Regions from separate parts of the Sus scrofa genome. Here all the other regions are linked to region 3. The links are chromatin contacts, called in public HiChIP or PLAC-seq maps. All regions are on one chromosome and are shown on one strand. Each heading gives the region's core, a stretch centred on a gene start, on an enhancer-like site or on the middle of the called end of the contact. The rest is flanking DNA. Distances are from core to core; before and after follow the strand shown. Region 1 has its middle 53 kb from the start of TRIB1. Region 2 has its middle 14 kb from the start of TRIB1. Region 3 overlaps LOC102165543 (a long non-coding RNA gene). Region 4 has its middle 71 kb from the start of TRIB1. Region 5 has its middle 20 kb from the start of TRIB1.

Region 1 (2,700 bases), core at 196-2,695, 170 kb before region 3:
CCCAGTGACCATCCAACAGACCCAGACAAAACCAGCAGAGGAATTGTCTAGCTGACCAGCAGAAGTGTGAGAAGTTCAGTCATGGCTTTATTATTATTATCTTTTAAATTTTTCAGTCTTTTTAGGAAAGCACCTGCAGCATATGAAAGTTCCCAGGCTAGGGGTTGCATCGGAGCTGCAGCTGCCAGTTTACACCACAGCCACAGCCACGCCAGATCCGAGCTGCATCTGCCACGTATGCTGCTGATCCTTAACCGGCTGAGCGAGGCCAGGGATCAAACCCACATCCTGGGTTAAGGATCCGGTGTTGCCGTGAGCTGTGGTATAGGTCACAGACATGGCTCGGATCCTGTGTTGCTGGGGCTGTGGTGAAGGCCGGTGGCTATAGCTCTGATTAGACCTCTAGCCTGGGAACCTCCATATGCCACAGGTGTGGCCCTAAAAAGACAAAAGACAAAAAGAAATAAGGAAAGAAAGTCCTCATTAAAAAACAAACAAACAAACAAACAACCCACATCCTCATGGATACCTGTTGTGTTCTTAACCTGCCGAGCCACCGCGGGATCTCCATCACTGCTCTAAATCATGGTTTTGGGCTGATGTGTCGCATAGCGATAGATGCCTGAAATGTATCTTATCTACCCCTGTCAGTTCAGGATCTCTATCATCAGGAAAGGCCCCCAGAATAAGGGATCAAATTAAGAGACTGGAACCACATCTACTCCCCCAACCCCGTGGGGGTCGAACCTGGATTAGCTCAACAGGCTAAACGGCCCCAGAGGACCACATGGGGGCTACTGGGGCCAAGGTGATGCAGACCCCAGCTGGCCTGTTCACTCTTAGAAGCTTCATCGTTGGGTGGCCCGAGGCTCCAACTGTCCCCACCAGCCTCTGTCTGCACTGTAGCAAGAGCCGTTCTGTGGCCCCAGAGCCTTGGGAAACCCTGGCGCAATCACGAATGAGTTAAATGCTATCTGATCAGAAGCCAGAGGGCCTGTTTTCATTTTCAAAACTCTGTGTGTCAGTGACTCTAATGCAATGTCCAGCAATGTCTTGAGCAAGTGACCGGCAGGGGACATAGGATGCTATTTACTCAAGATAGCCCATCACGCAAAAGCAACTTGCCTAACCGGGTTTGTAAGCGATTGTTACGAGACCACCGTTGCAACAGGGATGGCCCTGGGTGATGGTCTCAGGAAGGGGCCGATCCCCCCGCCCCAGGCCAAATTTGGGGATATTCTCTTATTTTTGGAACGCTTGGGGCACTGGGTCCCTGGAAAAGAACAGAGAAAAAGGAGCGTTGGGAAATTGCACTCGGATGTGGAATGGTCCTTTAAGGATGGGTGCCCTGGGGAAGAAAGCTTCACGCCACCCTGGAGGGAGACAGCCCCTGGATCAGAGGAGGCTGGAGGATTGGCTGCCTTATGGATGGGGAGGATGATGTGGTCTGGCTCATAAGTCAGTTGCTGAGCAAGAACGTGATGCCTCAGGCTTTTGTAAGGGTTGGTTTGGGTGGTGAATCTATGGGGTTGGGATGGGGTTGGGGTGGGGTTGGGGTGTGTGGTCACTTTCCAGCCCCAAACCATGGTGACCAGGTGGCCACATCCCTGCCTACCCTCCAGGCTGGTCTTACAGGTCAATTGATTAAATCCTTCATCCTTTCTATCCTTTTCCTCTTGGCTAGAATCTGTTACTACTACCACCATCACTACTGCCCACCCCCTCATCTGAATAGCTGCTATGATTTAGCAGTACTTTCATCTGCTCTCTCAAATAATCCTCACAACCGCTCCAAGGGGTAGGCATTATTACACCCACTTCACAGCTGGGAAAATTGAGGCTCAGAGATGTTAACATCTGGTATAAGATTCTAGGACAGTGTGTCCCAGAGAAATGATAAATTGAGTCAGAAAATGGGATACACACAGATATGCAGGCATGGAAAAACAGACATACAGAAAGAGGTCCCCCAGCCCCCAGATACAGATGCATGACCCACAGTTACAAAGGCAAGGACAGAGACCCCGCCCCTGCCCCTGCCTTGGAGGTTTAGGGAGCGTACGCGGTTCTGAAGGTGTTCTGTGCGTTCTTGTGCGTGAAACCCAGATGTCACTGGGGAACATCCCATCCCATCCCATCAGATCCAGATGAAATTCCTTTAGTCACCTCCAAACCCCAATCCATCTCCTCCATTTTTTTCTGCTTGTGTGCATGCATGTGTGTGTGTGTGTGTGTGTGTGTGTGTGTACATAGGTCACTCTCTACACGTGGATGCTGGGTCACTGTGTAAGAAGTATTTCCAACCCCTGGCTGTGGTTAAGCAAAGTCTGACCCCTGCCATCAAGAGGTCCAGGCACCTCTGGGTCTACCTCTCCAGCCTCTTTGGGTTCTGCCTCCCTTTCTCCAATTTCTGATCCCTGTCTTCTCCCCTCACCCTCATCTCCTTATTGCCTTGCTCACTCCCAAGCCTTTTTTTTTCCTTTCTTTCTTTTTTTTTTTTTTTTTTTTTTTTGGCTTTTTAGTGCTGCAATCGCAGCATATGGAAATTCCCAGGCTAGGGGTCGAATTGGAGCTCTAGCCGCCAGCCTACACCACAGCCACAGCCATACAAGGTCTGAGCCGCATCTGCGACCTACACCACAGCTCATGGCAAAGCTGGATCCTTAACTCACTGAGCGAGGCCAGGGATCAAACCCACAT
Region 2 (2,700 bases), core at 14-2,513, 240 kb before region 3:
GGATCTTACTGGGGTAAAATCAAGGTGTTGGCACAATTTATTCTTTCTGGAAGTTTCAAGGAAGAATCCATCCCTTGCATTTTCCAGCTTATAGAGGACACCCACATTCCTTGGGTTGTGGTCCCCTTCCAGCAATGGCATCACTCTGACCTCTGCTTCTGTCACCACATCTCCAGTAGCCAGCATCAAATTCCAGCTATGTGAATTAGGCTCTCTCAGGTGATATAGCCCCACTGAGCCAGCAACTGACTGCTGTCACATGAATGAGCCCAGCAGCCCAGGTGAACTGCTGGCTGATCCCAGCCCAAACTCTGACCCTCAGAATCATAAGTTAATAAATGATTGTTGTTTTGAGCCACTAAGTTTTATAGTGGTATTTTATGCAACAATAAATACCTGATACTGGAATATTTGACACTAGTGGTACCACTATTTTGTGCCCTTCTCTCCTTTTTCAATCTTGAGAGTAGATGCGACATCTGGTGCTTCAGCAGCCATCTTGCAACTTGAGGTTGCAAGAAACTCATAGTAGGTATGGCTTTGACATCACTGCTGCCAAAATGACAACAGTCCTTGTTCAGTTTTGAATTTCTTTCATGTGAGAAAAAAAAAAAACAACCAAAACTCTATTTATGTAATACTATAATTCCAGCTACTTGCAAACTAAAGAACATCTAACTAATACATGGCAAGTTGCCAGACCTCTGAGGCAGCTGAGAAATGGTCAGGAATAGCCAAGAATTAGGAAGACAGAAATGATGTTTGATGGCAGAAATTTGAGGCCTGGGTCCTGTTTTCCTCTTTGGAACCTTGACCTGCCATTAGCATAAACAGCCGGAGAATCTTTTCAGTGGAGAAAGCTTGGAAAGGACCTGGATGAGAAATGTCTGGAAGGCACTTGGGTTGAGCCTCACTGATAAGACTCAGAACACTTGTCCCATGGCTGTGTATTCTGTGAAAAGAAATGACTCAGGGCAGTTATGAAACTCTGAGGCCCATGTGTATTTACATTTTGACTCTTTCGCTACTCTGGCCAGGAAGATTTTCAGCTTGAGATGGTTCTTCCAAGGGAATTGATGCTGGGAATGTGGAGTGGCTGGACAAGGGCAGCTCTGGACACAGGCAAGAGTCGAGGGAGCACACAGGTGAAGACCAGATAGCTGTTTCAAGAGGAAATATCCCAAAGCAGACCCAGGGCCCGCGCAGATTCCCATCTTCTGCTTCTTCCTCCTTTCTAGAAGGTTCCAATTCCATCTGTGGGGAACCCCCCTGCACTTCCTTCCCAAAACACCACACACACACACACACACACACACACACACACACACACACACACACGGACATGGAATGTGCTGTTTCCTTTCATCTCCAAAAGCTCTCTTCTTCATTTTGCAGATAACAATAATAGTTAACAGTTATTGACTGCTTGCTATAACCCAGGCCTGTGCTAAGAGCCTTACTGGCATTAGCTAAGCAAATCCTCACAGCAGGCCTGTAGGTGGGTTTAAAAATGCTCATTTGGAGTTCCTGTCGTGGCTCAGCGGTAACAAACCCGACTAGTATCCATGAGGAGGCAATTTTGATGTGTTGTCATGAGCTGTGGTGTCGGTTGAAGAAGCAGCTCAGATCTGACTTGACTGTGGCTGTGGTGTGGACTGGCAGCTACAGCTCTGATTCGACCCCTAGCCTGGGAATTTCCATATGCAGCAGGTGCGGCCCTAAAAAAAAAAAGAAAGAAAAACCTCACTTGACTGGCAAGGAAACGAACACAGAGAGGTTATGTGACTTGTCCAAGGTCGTGCAGGCTATGAGTGTAGCCAGGATTAAAGTCCAGGCCTTATGACTCCAGAGCTCAAACCCTTAACCACAACCCTCTCACACCCGCAGAGGAGGAAAGTAAGGCTCAGAGAGGTTAAGGGACCAGGCTGATGATGCAGAGGCAAGATTTGGCTACAGGTTCCTGTACTCCTCTGCCTGCCTCGGAACTCTCCTCAGCATCATCAGTCACCAGGGAGCTCTAGACCTGGAGCTGGGGGTCAGATTTCAGCCTTCTCCCCTTTCCTCATCTGCTGACCTTGGGCTGTAAATGGAGCCTTGGCTTTGCCCCCTCCCATCTGAGCAGACTTAGTTGATCAAATGCCATTAGGGGTGTGGAAGAGTTGGATCAACTCTAGGGTTGTTGGTGGTGTTCTGGTTGTTTTTTTCTAATGCCCCAGCCTTGGGGTAACTGTATTTCTGGACTAGCATTTGACCTGCAGTGCCTTGTTCTGGCAGCTGGCTGAGTTTGGGGTTTCCTGCTTCTGCTCAAAATTACCACCCTCCATAAAATGCTCAGGGATGCAAGCGTTTTGCAATCAGTTATTGCATCAGGAAAACTCTCTGAATAGCGCCATTCTACCCTCTTCCCCGCCCAGGTGCTGGCTCAGCCAACTGGAGGTTGGGCACAGGGTGGGGGGGCGGGGAAGGAAAGAGAAGGATAGGTATTTTCTTTCCCACCATCCAGACAGTGCCTGTGGCAGGACCAGCTGGACCTTGGATCTAGCCCAGACACCCCCAGGAAAGGGCTGGTCCTCTGGGGGGAAATGAAGAGGATTAGGATGCCAACACCAGACTGGGGAGTGGGCGGGGGGCATGGATGGGCTGGGCTGCTCCATCTTACCCCAAAGAGTCCACAGTCCTGCCCTGCCACTGATCAGCTGT
Region 3 (2,700 bases), core at 64-2,563:
TGGAATCCACCAAAGAAGGGGCAGGACTGAGAATAGGAGAGGGCCTGAGTCTGGGAACTGTACCGGACAGGAATCAATAGATGATGCTTTTGACCTGCATCCCAGAGAGTGAGGGACCTTAACTGAAGCCTTCGAGTTCATGTTCTGAGGCTCCCTTCATTCTGGGTGCTGCCCCAAGCAAGGCAGAGGGGGAGGTGGAGCTGAGGGTCATGGAGAGACTGCAGGCCTTGGGGTCCTGCATATTCTACCTGCCAGGTAGGTGAGTGGTCTAGGATCATGTAACTTCTGAGACTTAATCTTCCACCTATAAAATGTGGATACTACTACTTACTTGCCAGGGTTACTGTGAAGACTAGTAAACAGCAAATCTAAAGAATAAATGTGCCCTTGATAATGTCAGATACAGAGATGCTTAATAAATGGTAGTTACATAGAAATAAGGGTGAGATAGAATCATTGGCTTTAAGAAACTTACTCTATACCTGGCAGGGGTGGGATGGGGGTAGGATGGGAGAGTGGCATTTGCCAGTGTGTGTGAGAGAAGAAATGAGTATAAGTCCTACATTGGATTGCTTACAAACAAGATCAGAATCCAGAGAAGAGAGAGAACAGTGTGGGCAGAGGCAAGGCTTTGTGGAAGGACCAGAGAGGTGGCCAGTTTTCAGCTTTGGTTCTATAACCAGACTCCATGGGCTCATACATGAATTCCATTTCCCTTATTAGCTCTGCGTTCTTGGGCAGATGTTATTAATTCCCTCAAGACTCAGTCTGTTCTGCTGTAAAGTGGGTATAATGGTGGTACTTACTTATTGGGTAGTTCAGGGAGTTAAATGAGCTAATTCACAGAAATGTTAGCACAGTGCCTGGCACTTAGTGACAGTGCCCTGAATCTTATTCCTGATGAAGTGAATCTTGAAAATGAATGACCTCATTGTAGTTACAAGGATACCAGTGGAGTACCTGTACACACAAAGCGTTCCTTAAATGCCTTATATTTCTTTGTATCTTCCCTCGGCCCCTGGCATAGTGGCTGGCCAGAGGTTAGTTTGCATATGAAGAAGTTGGCTGGGAGAATGATGATGGGTTAAATGGGGGCCATTCTAAGTAGGGGAAACAGCAAAAGTGAAAACAAATCAGTGGGCAATGGCCCAAATCTTCAAGGAATTTAGGAATACTGTTCAGTTTGTGAAGTCAGTTAAGCTCTCTGTCTCCCCCTGGTGGCCATAAAAAATATACACAGCTCCCTTCTTGGGCAAAGCCGTCCTCGCTTCAAAGAGAACTGTCATCTTCCTCCCCTCAAGACCCAGGAGAGGATGTGCTCTGGCTGTGATTCAGCCTCGCAGACTGATTCACGACCTGTCTCGACTGCAGTGACTTGCTCTTGGTGACACTTCCTGAGGAATAACAAACAGTGATGTAAGATCAGCTCAGGAATGAAAGAAAGAGCTGTTGTTTAAGCTCTTCTCTTTTTATCCATTCAAATTCTCTGGAACGCTGCTCTTTGACCTCCTCCTTCAGGAGCCACAGTGTCAAATAATCTCCTCTTTCTTGTGTTATTTGGGACAATTGATCATGTAATGATGACAACGGCATCGCTGGATTGTTACTCTGTGGCAGGCACTGTGCCAAACTCCACACATTTAACTCATTCATCCTCCCCAAACAACCTTCTAGGTGTTCTTTTTTTTTTTTTTTATCTTTTGTTTTTTCAGGGCCTCACCTGTGGCATATGGAGTTTCCAGTCCAATCGGAGCTACAGCTGCCAGCCTACGCCACAGCCACAGCAACGCAGGGTCTGAGCTGTGTCTATGACCTACACCCCAGCTCACGGCAACACCAGATCCTTAACCCACTGAGCAAGGCCAGGGATCAAACCTGCAACCTCATGGTTCCTAGTCGGATTCGTTTGCACTGCGCCACAACAGGAACTCCTAGGTGTTCTTTTTGATGCAGTTTTTCAGATGAGGAAGCTCAGGCACAGTGAGGAATGTGGCTAGCTCAAGGTGACACAACTAGTATTTGCAGAGCCAGGATTCGAACTCCAGAGACCTGGCTCCAGAGACTATGCACTAACAACTGTACCAGCTGCCTCCTGTTGACAAATCCTGGCTCACTGTCATCTATTACTGGACCTTTGAGGCATGAAGGTCTTGTGTCCCCAACTCGGAGCCCCTGGTGGAGGACAGTGTTCTCACACTTTCACCATCGGAAAATCTTGGAGAGAAACGGTTTGAAAAGCACATTCCTGGGGTCCCAACCTCTGAGCTGATTCAGCCCGTCTGGAATGGGGCCCAGGAGTCTGCACTGTTCATAATGGTAATGATCTCTTGTGGAGTCGAATCTTTGACGAATCACTTCCAGCCTCCCCGAGTCTCTATTTCCCTGTCTGTAGAACAGGTGTGCTAATCTTGACCTCAGTGTCACTCTTGTAAGGACCATCTGTTTAGGATGGCTCATGTTGGGTGACCAGTGTAGTGCCTGGCACACAGCGGGCATTCCTTAGATACCCCTGCCCTTGATGCTTCCTGTTTTTTTGTGTCTCCCATGGCCCCTTGGTACAGGGGAGTGTCAGCTGGGAAGCTGACAGGGAGTATCTTCAGTCGTATGCGCTATGACAAAATGGGATTTTCTGGTTCAGGAGTGGACACCTCCTCCTCTGAGTCACAGTGGTACAGTGCTTGACATAAGCCTTGGCACAGT
Region 4 (2,700 bases), core at 33-2,532, 150 kb before region 3:
GGCAATAAAAAAATACAGACATAGGGTCTGTTGTGCTGTGAAGGAAAATGAAGTGAGAACATGGAGAGGCACTAAGGTACTGATTCGGACTTAGAATCCTGAGGGATCTGGGGCAAAGGCAGGGGTAACAGGTGGTGCAAAGGCCCTGAGGTGGGAGGAAGAGAGGAGGGTGGGGGGAGAGTCAGGGAGAGGGAAAGAGGAAGAGCGGGGAGGAGACTGGAAGAGGAGAGAGAGAGAGAAGTGGTAAGACCAGAGAATTCACGAGTTTCCCCTGTGGTTCAGTGGGTTAAGAACCTGACTAGTATCCATGAGGATGTGGGTTCAATCTCTGCAGTGGGTTCAGACTCCGGCAGTTGCTGTGAGCTGCGGTGTGGATTGCAGATGCGGCTCGGATCCCGTGTTGCTGTGGCGTAGGCTGGCGGCTGCAGCTCAGATTCAACCCTCAGTCTGGGAACTGCCATATGCTGCAGGTGCGGCCCCTAAAAAAGAAAAAACAACAAACAAACAAACAAACAAGCAAAAAACCCCAGAGAATTCAGAGAGGTAATGAGGAAATGAAGAGGCCTGATCGTGGAAGGCTTTGTAGGCCAAGGGAAAGTTGAAGTTCAGCAACTCCTTCTATGCAACGTGATGGCTCGCCCTAGGTAACTAGTTTTCAACTCTAAAATGTCAGCTTTTGAAAAGCACCCACACCCAGGCCCACCCAGGATCTCTGGAGATGGGGCCTGAGCATCCATGTGGTGACAACTCTCTCCAACCCCCATCATATCTAACTGCTGGTGGCTAGAGAGGAGGAACACTGGACCGGAAGGGCCTCCTTCCAGCAGGAGGCACCCCCAGTGGGACACCACCCTCCCTCTTGTCCCTCTCAGTGTTCTCTGTAGGCTCAGACCAGCATCAGCCTCTGCCAGCAGCCTGCCTTCCCGTCGAACATCCAAATCTGCAGGAAGAGCTGATCAGCCGTGTCCGGGGCCTCCTTGCTGGCCACAGACCCTGGGACCAGAGGGCACAGGGCCGCGGCCACCCTTGGCCTTGGGAGATTTTGTTTACGGAGCACATTTCACTTCTACAGAGGCCCACAGCTGCGATCTTGCCTCATCACAGTTGCCAACTGTGGGGGGGCGGCCTTCACCCCCCGCCTGCTAGTTTCTCAAGTTCCTCTTTTGGGCATGTGCCTGTCCCTCCGAGTTCCCGTGGCTGCGTGGAAGTGGACTGAGGCCCAGAGGGTGACTAAGAGGGGAAGCCCCTGCGCCGAGGCTCCCAGCGGCTCCTGCATTGCGTAAGGGCTATTTTTGAGGCGATTGCAGACGATCTGATGAATCATAGCAAACACACATGGCTCTGGCGGTGGGGACAATCCTTCCTCATGAAGCTGTGGAAAGTGGAGCTTCTCAAAATGAATCAGCAGCAGCAGAACCCTGGGTCTGTGGGAGGTGGATGAGGGTGCAAATTACACATTTCCACAGTATTGGGGTGCGGCCTCTGGGAGCAGGGGCTGCGGGGACCCGAGCTTGTGGTTTCCTCCATGACTCAAAGGGCCTCCCTCACCCACTTGAGCCTGCCACTGGAACCGAGTGACCTTCCATCATGGAACAAAGTCCCTAGCACTTGCCGAGGAGTTGAAGATTGGAGAAAATCTGCAGGGGCACAGCTAGTGTAGATGCTTGGCCGTGACACACGCACAGGCTTTGAATCCAGAAACCCAGGAGGCCTCCCTTGAGTGGGGAGCCCGTGTGAGAAATTCTTGACCATGAGGAGAAGGCTCAAACAATTCCTCGGAGGGAGATGGGGAGGCCCTCCCTGCTCCCCCAAGCTCAGACTGGTGTGAACGGAAGGGCAGAGCTGTGTGGTGGTTGGGGCCTCAGACTATGGGATTAGACAATACTGGGTTTAGGGTCCAATTCCAATATGGCGACTCGGCACATGGGCCCAAGATATAGCTGAGTCTCCAGTTTTCTCATTTGTAAAATCAGGAAATATCTGCCTGGGAAGACTGTCATTAAGGACCCAGGAGGATTGCATGAGGCAGCAGGATATAGATGCTAAGAATCAGACTTTACAGCTTGAAGTTTAACTCCTTGTTCTGTGGCTCATTAGCTGTGTGTCCTTAAGCAGGTGACTTAACTGTCCTGTGCCCCAGCTTTCTCATCTTTAAAAGGGAATTATATTATAGCACCTTCCTCATGGAGTTGATAAATAAGCTAATATATATATATAATTGAAAGAAGGTGGCCCAGTATGTAAGTAAGAGTTCTTAATAAATGCTAGTATTGTTATATAAAGTAATTGTTATAGCATTGTCATAGATTTATTACAGACAGAGCACACAAAAATGTAGTTATTATTCATTGTTATCATTAAATTTTTTTTTTTTTTTTTTTAGAGAACTGGAGTGGATTTGGATAAAAGCTGAGGCCTGAAGGGGCATCAGAGAAAGGAAAATCTGAAGTCAGGAACAAGCAACACTCAGATTTGTATGGAACCACAGGGGACTCTGAATAGTCAACGCAATCTTGAGAAAGAAGAACAAAGATGGATACATCATGATCCCTGATCTAAAGCTATATTATAAAGCTATAATAACTAAAACAGTATGACAGGAGTTCCCATTGTGGCTCAGTGGTAACAAACCTGACTGGTATCTGTGAAGATGCGGGTTCCATCCCTGACCTCACTTGGTGCATTAAGGATCCTGGGTTG
Region 5 (2,700 bases), core at 90-2,589, 200 kb before region 3:
AATATTTAAAAGTCATATTCATTGAGGTATAATTTCCCTACAGTAAAATTCATCTTTGTCTAGTTTACAGGTAAATAAAATTTGGCAAATGCATCTACCTATGTAAATTCCACCATAATCAAGATTTCAAATATTTCTGTTACTGCAAAAGTTCCCATAAAGCTGCCGTGAACATTTGCGAACATGTCTGTGTGAAGATATGTATTTTTTTTCTCGGGTGCATACCTAGACGTGGGATTGCTGGATTGTGTGTTTAACTTGATAAGAAATCACTGCCTTGTTTTCCAGAGAGGCGACTGTATCTTGCATCCCCATCAGCGATGTATGAGTGTACCAGTTGCTCCGCATCTTCATTAAGAATTCATAGTTAGTCAATTAATTAATACCTTAGTCATCCTAGTAGATGTGCAGTGGTACCTCATTGTGGTTCTAAATTCCACTTCCCTGATGCCTAGTGAGCATCTTTTCTGACACTTTGTCATCTGCCTCTCTTCTTTGATGAAGTATCTGATCAGGTGTTTTGCCTATTTTTCCCGTTGGGATGTCGATTTTCTTACTGAGATATGGGAATTCTTTTCATATTCCAGATGCACGTTCTTTATCCAATACATGTTTTGCAAATACGTTGATCCTCCCTGGATACAACTTGTCTTTTCATGTTCTTAAAGACTGCTTTTTGAGGAGGTGAAGTTTTACCTTTTTTTAAGCTCAGTTTATCCCCTTTTTTCTTTTATGGTTCATGCACTTTCTAAGAAAAGTTTACAGTGTTACAAAGATTTTATCCCACATTTATTTTCTTGGACAAGTGTTATTGTTGTGGGCTTTACATGCAGGTCAATGATCCATCTTAAGATTTTGAGTTGACTTTTATGTATGATATGAACTAAGGGTCAAGGCTTTGGTTTTTTTGTTTTGTTTTGTTTTGTTTTTTGATATGGATTGGCTTATCATTCCAGCAACATTGGTTGAAAGATCTGCTTTACTGAAAGAGGTAAGCATTTGCCCACTACTTGGTGTAGATTTTTTTAGTCCAAGGTGAGCGATGGAAGAGAAGGGGTGAAGGTAAGATTGCTGGGAGCCTCGTGTGAGAAGCGGGGCTCCATGTCATGCACCAAGTCACCCACGGGGTAACCAACAGCAAGCATCTCCAGGCGAAACCGCCAGCCCCCAGGCAGGGTACAGGCCGGCCCGGGAGGTGCCTGCTCGGGTATTTCTCTTGGTGTTTCTCAGAGATTTGTACGCGTCTTGCGTAAACTGCAGATTAGGAAAGCATTAGGTAACAAGAGGGTGGCTGGAGCCTGTTACACACCAGCCTGGCGCAGGGCCTCGGAATGCAGCCTGCGGGGATGGCCAGGCCGAGCAAGTCAAATAGAGCTGGAACCTGGACCGGACGGCTTCCCCTTTCCCTCCTGAGGCCAGAAGGGAGCTTCTGTTCGGTCTCGCGGGTCTCTGGAGCCTCAGTGTCTCACAGACTCTGAAGGTGACCATGGGACAGAAGGTGGGACAGGAAGGCCCTGGGTGTCGCATCACTTATTCTCCTTTATGAAGGAGGCGAGGAAAACATTTAAGACGTTTAAGAGAAATGGACAAATTGACCAATACCATGGGAGACATTAATATCCCTTTGCCACGAACTGATAAAACAAGCAGGCAGAAAATTGTAAGGAGGAGTTCCTGGTGTGGCTCAGCGGGTTAAGAACCCGACATAGTGTCTTTGAGGATGTGGGTTCGATCCCTGGCCTCGCTCAGTAGGTTAAGGATCTGGTGTTGCTGTGAGCTGTGGTGTAGGGCGGTGGCTGCAGCTCCAATTCCACCCCTGCCTGGAAACTTCCATACGCCCCAGGTGGGGCCCTAAAAAGAAAGAAAAGTCGTAAGGATATAGACCTGAGCAGCACCATCAGGCAACGTGATCTAATTAATATTAGGGTAACACGAGCCTCATATAAGGAATTAGGAAGTGTTCTCCTGCGTTTATTCTCTGGAATAGATTATGGAAAATCTGTATCCTCTTTTCCTCTAATGTTTAGTGTAATTCGCTAGTTAAACCATCTACCTGCTGATGTCTTTTGTGGAAAGTTTTGATTATTGGCTCAATTTCCAAAATGGATATTGACTTATTAAAATTATCTATTAAAAAAAAGGAGTTCCTGTTGTGGCTCAGGGGTACTGAATCTGACCAGTATCCATGAGGATGCAGATTCAATTCCTGGCCTTGCTCAGTGGGTTAAGGATCCAGCATTGCCGTGTGCTGTGTGTAGGTCGAAGATGCAGCTTGGGTCCTGCATGGCTGTGGCTGTGGTGTAGGCTGGCAGCTGCAGCTCCAGTTTGACCCCTAGCCTGAGAACTTCCATATGCCATGGGTGCAGCCCCAAAAAGACAAAAAAAAAAAAAAAAAAAAAAAAAAAAAGGAAGGAGGTGTGGTACAGAGGCTTTGCCCAGAGGAAAGTTAGCATCAAATAAAGATTCGTTCCAGCTGTGCCACCCCCACAAGCCCCTACCCCCGCCCTATGCTGCCCCCTCTAAGGACCACCCAGATGTTTGACTCTCAAGTATTTGGGGAGCATCTACTACTCGCTCACAAAGTCTCCCATTTATAGGACCTTTGCATGATCCCTGCCCTCTCGGTGCTTACACTCAAACCATGGGAGATGCGCATTCACATGATTAAAGGTGACAAGGAAACTAACCTTCTGGAGGCCT

Evidence for each region. HiChIP or PLAC-seq counts read pairs in DNA pulled down with a chosen protein or histone mark.
Region 1: an H3K27ac HiChIP or PLAC-seq map of alveolar macrophages shows a contact between it and region 3. The contact joins two enhancer-like sites. A contact is called at or near these places in 1 of 47 Hi-C or Micro-C datasets (embryonic fibroblasts) and 1 of 2 datasets of contacts at active chromatin or transcription factors (alveolar macrophages).
Region 2: an H3K27ac HiChIP or PLAC-seq map of alveolar macrophages shows a contact between it and region 3. The contact joins two enhancer-like sites. A contact is called at or near these places in 1 of 47 Hi-C or Micro-C datasets (embryonic fibroblasts) and 1 of 2 datasets of contacts at active chromatin or transcription factors (alveolar macrophages).
Region 4: an H3K27ac HiChIP or PLAC-seq map of alveolar macrophages shows a contact between it and region 3. The contact joins two enhancer-like sites. A contact is called at or near these places in 1 of 47 Hi-C or Micro-C datasets (embryonic fibroblasts) and 1 of 2 datasets of contacts at active chromatin or transcription factors (alveolar macrophages).
Region 5: a contact with region 3 is called in an H3K27ac HiChIP or PLAC-seq map of alveolar macrophages. The contact joins two enhancer-like sites. A contact is called at or near these places in 1 of 47 Hi-C or Micro-C datasets (fetal skeletal muscle) and 2 of 2 datasets of contacts at active chromatin or transcription factors (alveolar macrophages and skeletal muscle).

The regions. Positions count from the first base shown.
Region 1 is chr4:14,243,741-14,246,440 of Sscrofa11.1, reverse strand. No RefSeq gene overlaps it. Among named protein-coding and RNA genes, the nearest start is that of TRIB1, 53 kb to the left of the region's middle. Within about 2 kb of position 1,445, at least 2 of the 83 cell types and tissues checked have an H3K27ac peak or open chromatin away from gene starts, as enhancers often do. A contact at or near this core is called in alveolar macrophages, where this site is marked.
Region 2 is chr4:14,311,069-14,313,768 of Sscrofa11.1, reverse strand. No RefSeq gene overlaps it. Among named protein-coding and RNA genes, the nearest start is that of TRIB1, 14 kb to the right of the region's middle. Within about 2 kb of position 1,263, at least 8 of the 83 cell types and tissues checked have an H3K27ac peak or open chromatin away from gene starts, as enhancers often do. A contact at or near this core is called in alveolar macrophages, where this site is marked.
Region 3 is chr4:14,075,789-14,078,488 of Sscrofa11.1, reverse strand. All of the region lies in intron 8 of LOC102165543 (a long non-coding RNA gene), which reads right to left. Among named protein-coding and RNA genes, the nearest start is that of TRIB1, 220 kb to the left of the region's middle. Within about 2 kb of position 1,313, at least 15 of the 83 cell types and tissues checked have an H3K27ac peak or open chromatin away from gene starts, as enhancers often do. A contact at or near this core is called in alveolar macrophages, where this site is marked.
Region 4 is chr4:14,226,058-14,228,757 of Sscrofa11.1, reverse strand. No RefSeq gene overlaps it. Among named protein-coding and RNA genes, the nearest start is that of TRIB1, 71 kb to the left of the region's middle. Within about 2 kb of position 1,282, at least 39 of the 83 cell types and tissues checked have an H3K27ac peak or open chromatin away from gene starts, as enhancers often do. A contact at or near this core is called in alveolar macrophages, where this site is marked.
Region 5 is chr4:14,276,555-14,279,254 of Sscrofa11.1, reverse strand. No RefSeq gene overlaps it. Among named protein-coding and RNA genes, the nearest start is that of TRIB1, 20 kb to the left of the region's middle. Within about 2 kb of position 1,339, at least 7 of the 83 cell types and tissues checked have an H3K27ac peak or open chromatin away from gene starts, as enhancers often do. A contact at or near this core is called in alveolar macrophages, where this site is marked.